2 separate regions of the Hordeum vulgare genome follow, and region 1 is linked to region 2. Evidence: chromatin contacts called from public Hi-C data. All regions are on one chromosome and are shown on one strand. Each heading gives the region's core, a stretch centred on a gene start, on an enhancer-like site or on the middle of the called end of the contact. The rest is flanking DNA. Distances are from core to core; before and after follow the strand shown.

Region 1 (2,700 bases), core at 38-2,537, 380 kb after region 2:
CGAGAGCCATGAGACGAAGCGGTATCCCTACGATACTTCAACTTTATTAGCGAGGACTTTTTTGGTCCACTCAAACCTCTTAATAGTTTTCTTTGTTCTTTCTATGTTATATCAAACACTCTCATGTAAAATCATGTAGCATTATAATCCTATAAAAGATCCAAGTTAATATAAGATAATACTTTAATCAAACCTTTTCCTATTCTCTTGATTTGAAAATTGGGTTAACCAAAGAGGACCTAAAATTGTGAGTCATGGGAACTAAGCCTTTTTTTTGAAAAACCAAGCTTAACTTAGATGAAACCAACCCACCCGGCTTCAAATCTTAGATTTGATACAAGTGCTCACATATTTTTTGAATTTATTTCAGTCTCTCGTACATTAATTTTTTAATAATATGATGTGCCCCACAACTGTGGGGTACCTCACGACTACGTCAATTTCAAGATCTCCCGACTCAATATTTCAAAGGTGCTCATAGAACAAGAGCGCATGCACTTATTCATAAGTGTAAGTGTGCGTGTATTGTGACTGTTTGCTTCTGTACCATGTTTCTAAAATTATTAATCATATACATGGTACAATGACGTGAACCAGTATCATGATTACATTATTTTACCAAATGATGGTAAGAATTTGTATGGGATAAATATGCAAAGAGAGTTTGTGATTTAAGATCTATACATAAATGAGCATAACAACTATAGATCAAACACCGAGACGTAAGTAAATGCAACCTGGCTTTATATGTGGGCTCTGTTCAGTTAGGAAGATAGAATGTATTCGGATTTAGATGTATATGTCATCTTAGGTTGTGCATTGCGATCAAGACAGAAAGGAAAATGAGAAAAATTAATGTTAATTTTACTAATTAATACCATTACATGCAAGGAATTGATCAATGCATGTCGTGCTAGGTTAGTCTCAAGTCATTAAAAGTATACATGCATCATGTCTTTTATTGGTTGATTTCTTTATTCATCTTAAAAAACAACAAAAAAGGTGAAAGTTAATGCATCATGCCTTAATATTTTGAGATTATTTGATTTTCGTAACATGATTTATAAACCGAGACCGATGGAGTATACATTGCAAAACTGTAAATGCTTGATGAGGTGATTAGCAAAACAAAACAAAACCATCGTTTGTCGACGTGTTCTCCCATAGGCCCGTCTGGCCTAAACCTTTGCGCACACGCACCGAATCTTCTGCACAGATAGTCTGCTACTGCGTGTGCGTGGGAGGTCGTGGCAAGGCAAAGTATATTGCCGTGAAAGAAATTTGGCAAATGGTCCTGGCGATCCGTTGAAACCCGCGATCGAAACAGGTCGACGAGTGAGGCGCCCAGATCCAAACCCCCCTCCCCTCTCTCTCTCTCTCTCTCTCCAGATCTCGCGTCCCCTCCCTCTCCTCGGATCTAACCACTCCATTTCCTCCCCACTCGCCCCGCCGCGACCCGGAGGAGGAGGAGGAGGAGGGAGATCCGCCGCGGCCATGGCGGGCGCCGCGGGAGGCTTCGTCACCCGGGCCTTCGAGGCCATGCTCAAGGAGTGCTCCGCCAACCGCGGCAAGTTCGCCGCGCTCCAGCAATCCATCCAGTCCTACCTCGGTGCGTCCACGCCTTCCGCCACCACCCCGCGCATTGGGGATACCGCAGCTGCGCGCGCGCGCCCGATCGGTGATCGACTAAGCTCTGGTTTGCGTGTCTGTCGCAGATGCCATCAAGGGGGCGGCGGCCCAGGAGCAGCAGGAGGACGGCGCGCCGGCGCCTGTCACGCATGTGCTGGCCTCGGCCGGGCGCGTGCTGGAGGGCACCCAGGCCGAGCTGGTGCTGCAGCCGCTGCGCCTCGCCTTCGAGACCAAGCACATCAAGCTCGTCGAGCCGGCGCTCGACTGCCTCCATGTAATGTCTGTCTCCTTTTCCTGGTCGTTGCTACCTCTTCACCCGCCGGAGGCTTACAAACCAGAAACCGGGTTACATTGTCGCCGCAAATGCGGTGCGGCAAGAGTGATCGTTCACTACGGTAGCAAACTTGAATTGATCTTTCACTACAGCAGCAGGCCCCCCTGAAAGGCATTGGTCCTTGGGGCTGGGATGCCCTGTGTAGGGGATACTTTATTTGCTGATGTGGTGATAGATGGTGTATGAGACCATTGTTGTTCATTCCATATGACTGGAAGCATTACACAACCCCTTGCATTTGGCCATCTGGGTTCGGGATGTAAACAGTCTCTATACTGTTTTGACAAGCATACAATTCTGACAAGATCGACATCGGTCATAGACTATCATCATGTATGTACTGGATGTTGGACCAAACTTGGAGTCGGAGAGTAAAATCAGTGCGTATGCATAGACAGCTATTACCAAATTGATTCATAACTGAAAGGTTTTAGTTGACAAACTTAACATAAGTGTTATTGTAACAAGACAACAAAACTTTCAGTTAGAAAAAGACCACAAAACAGGCAAATGAAGATGCTTACTTCAGTTCTATGCTTGTTATATTGGTATAGTTTTGTTTATTTGGCAGTTCATTTGTCTACTATTCATAAACATCAATGTAAATCTGAATATAAGTCCACAGCTATCACATATACATATATGGTGTGTACCATACCTTGTCCATATGGTATCCAATATATGGCCTTTCGTTGTGTTTGCTAGCTCAGGATATGCTACACTGCAAGGGTGTCTAG
Region 2 (2,700 bases), core at 105-2,604:
TCATATGCAAAACGTTGCAACAGCGTTCAGTCGCACCATCCATTAATTGTGAACCGGCAGCGATAGCTAGTGACCCTGTAATCAAGAAGACCAAGGCAAGGATCGCTAGTGGCCCTGCAATCAATAAGACCGCTGCTGAGCCTGTATTAAAGAAGACCACGGCAGCGCTAGCTAGTGAGCCTGTAATAAAGAAGACAGTGGCTGGGATAACAAGTGAGCCTGTGATGAAGAAGACAGTGGCTGGGATAGCTAGTGAGCCTGTAGCCAAGAAGGCGGCTGCAGGGATAGCGAGTGAGCCTGTAATCAAGAAGACGGCGGCAGGGATAGCGAGTGAGCCTGTAATCAAGAAGACTGCTGCAAGGGTTGCAAGTGACCCAGTAAGCAAGAAGGCGGCGGCAGGGGCTGCTAGTGCCCCTGCAACCAAGAAAATTTCTCGAACATTGCCGCCGGTACGTCATGTGCCTCGTGATGCAAAGAGAAGCAAGGTTTCCTCAAGGGAGAGCGGAAGCACTGTCAGCCAGGGTGAGAGCGAGACCAAGGACGACCCCGCGGATGCAGCGGCAACTGCTGATGAAAAAACCGTTGAGAGAAGCGTGCCAGCCGCCAAGAAGCGAGGGGTCGGGCGGCCTCCAAAGAGCGGGCAAAAGCGCGCCGCCACTGTGCCGCCGCAAGACAGTCCTAGCAAAGGCAGGAAGAGGACTCGACGGTGACAGGGAGAAGCGACGCCGTGGATATGCAGACGTGTTGTGTACAATCCTACAAGGAGGTCCTAGAGTAGCTCCATCCAGTGTTGTGTACCACCCTGTCAAAGACTAGGCAAAGGGAATCAGGATGTTTTGTAACAGGAAGGAGTGGTGGTTTTCCTGGTGTTTTGTTTAAGGTCAGCTAGATGAAGCGCAACTTTTGTCTGTAGAGATGTGATCCGAGTTGTTAGGCGCTATATATATGTCTGTTATAACTGTATATGTAATACCCTTAGAACTTTCCTTGGTCAAGTATATGCCAGCGCAGAATTTTGGAGACAGGTGTTGATGTCTGTAGGAGTCAATTCCTTTTTTGCTCTTGGTTCGGGGACGTCGTGATCTGGAGCAACAAGAGAGGGTAGTTTGTCAAGAGTAGCATTGAAATTGAAGCATTTTTTTTTTGAGGGGGTTGAAATTGAAGCAGCTGTGGTGGGTCGGGGCCTCCACATTCCTGGGCCGCGCGGGGACCGAGGGAACCACGAAACAAACCAAGCGGAAAACCCGGTCGTGGCAGGCAGCCGAGCCGAAACGGGCTGCTCGCATCGCGCAACGCCCGTCTCCTGTGGCGGCATCACCCCGGCGCTGCCTCTCTCTCCCTCGCCAGTCGCCAGTCAGTCGGGTCGTCGTCACCTCGCGTGGCGCCGCTGCGAGTGACGGGTGCGGGTCACCCTTCCTCCGAACGTCGCTGTCTCGCCCGCCCGCTCAAGCGGCCGCGTCTGGCTCCGCCTCCGCGCGCGCCCGTGCCTTTCCCGATCTCTCTCCAAGGCATTTCCTCCTCCTCTTCCTCCTCCACGAGATAGCAGCGGCGCCCGTGCCCTCCGCGCGGAGGAGAGGAGACGACGAGACGCCTCTCCGCCGATCGTCCCTCGTCCGCCCCGGTTGCCCCATCCGCCTCCGCGGTATTGTCCCTTATCTTCTCCTCATGCCCAGCACTCCAGTAGTATCTCCGTCTCCGTGTATCGATTGGGTTTCGAGATTTCTACACTCCGATTGCGCGCTGGCTGCGCGTCCTCGCACCCGCGTTTCCAAATCCCAGAGCGCGCCTCGCCGTTCGCCGCGAGCTGCGGGTGGACAGGGTGACTTGGCCGTGGATGTGTAGACATCGTCACGTCACCGACGCGCAGGGCAATATGTGCGTCGTGTGTCTCGTGCTTGCAAGGGATTTATTGATTGATTGGTTGATGATGAGAGGGCCGTCCTTTTTTCTTTGTTGCTCGCGCGAAGCGAACAAACGGAATGACATTTTTTAAAGGGATCGAATGTCGTTTCTCTTCAGTGTTTTCATCAAGTAACGCCCCAGGGTTCTGTCGTCACTCTGAAAACATACTCAGCCTCTGCAGTTTTTTTTATGTCGTGAATGCAGGGTTCCATGAACGGAGAAAAGTAGCGCCTAGTGGGACAAGGTGGGTTCCCTTGTGCTTCCTTCATTTACTTAATGCTTCATTTGTTGTGAAATCCTGCTAAAATGCAGGGTTGCTTGGTTCTGCAGAATGGTCACAGGAGCTGCTGTCACTGCTCTAAGATGAGACTGAGGCTGCGTCTGCTTGTTCTGTGCTTGATGATAATCCTATTTGTGGTTTACAACATGGCAAGCTACCAACGCAGACAGACGGCGGTAACGCTCAACCTTTTCTGAAATTCCCCTTTATATTCTGCTCGACAGACGATGCTCAGCTCATCCGATTATCCGCTGTTACAGTTGGATGAAGACGCTCCCCCGTTTGATACGATGATGGTATGTGAACCCATCGTCTCCATCAAACGGACAAATTGTTTTGTTTGCTGCGCTAGTCTTGAAGCAGATAGTCTTTTGTTGCCGAGGCGTTGACTAGCTCCATTGTACATATCAGGAGTCTGACAGGGCTGCTGTTAAGGTATCTGGGACTGGGAGAGCTACTGCCAAGGTGACACACAGAGCTGCTTCTACTGCTAGGGTCGGGTTTTTGCCTCATGGTAT

What was found. A called contact is a pair of places that touch in the nucleus more often than the background predicts.
Region 1: a Hi-C map of seedling shows a contact between it and region 2, with 6 times the contacts expected there. The contact joins the promoter of LOC123425678 here to the promoter of LOC123425677 in region 2. A contact is called at or near these places in 3 of 6 Hi-C or Micro-C datasets (leaf and seedling) and 1 of 1 datasets of contacts at active chromatin or transcription factors (embryo).

Annotation. Positions count from the first base shown.
Region 1 is chr2H:163,862,316-163,865,015 of MorexV3_pseudomolecules_assembly, forward strand. LOC123425678 (brefeldin A-inhibited guanine nucleotide-exchange protein 5) reads left to right here and starts at 1,288. Exons shown (of 32, transcript XM_045109385.1): 1 at 1,288-1,609; 2 at 1,716-1,903. The coding sequence starts at 1,495.
Region 2 is chr2H:163,481,252-163,483,951 of MorexV3_pseudomolecules_assembly, forward strand. LOC123425677 reads left to right here and starts at 1,355. Exons shown (of 16, transcript XM_045109381.1): 1 at 1,355-1,642; 2 at 2,107-2,146; 3 at 2,233-2,358; 4 at 2,443-2,478; 5 at 2,594-2,700. The coding sequence starts at 2,266. LOC123425676 reads left to right here. Exons shown (of 5, transcript XM_045109380.1): 5 at 1-1,024. The coding sequence ends at 710.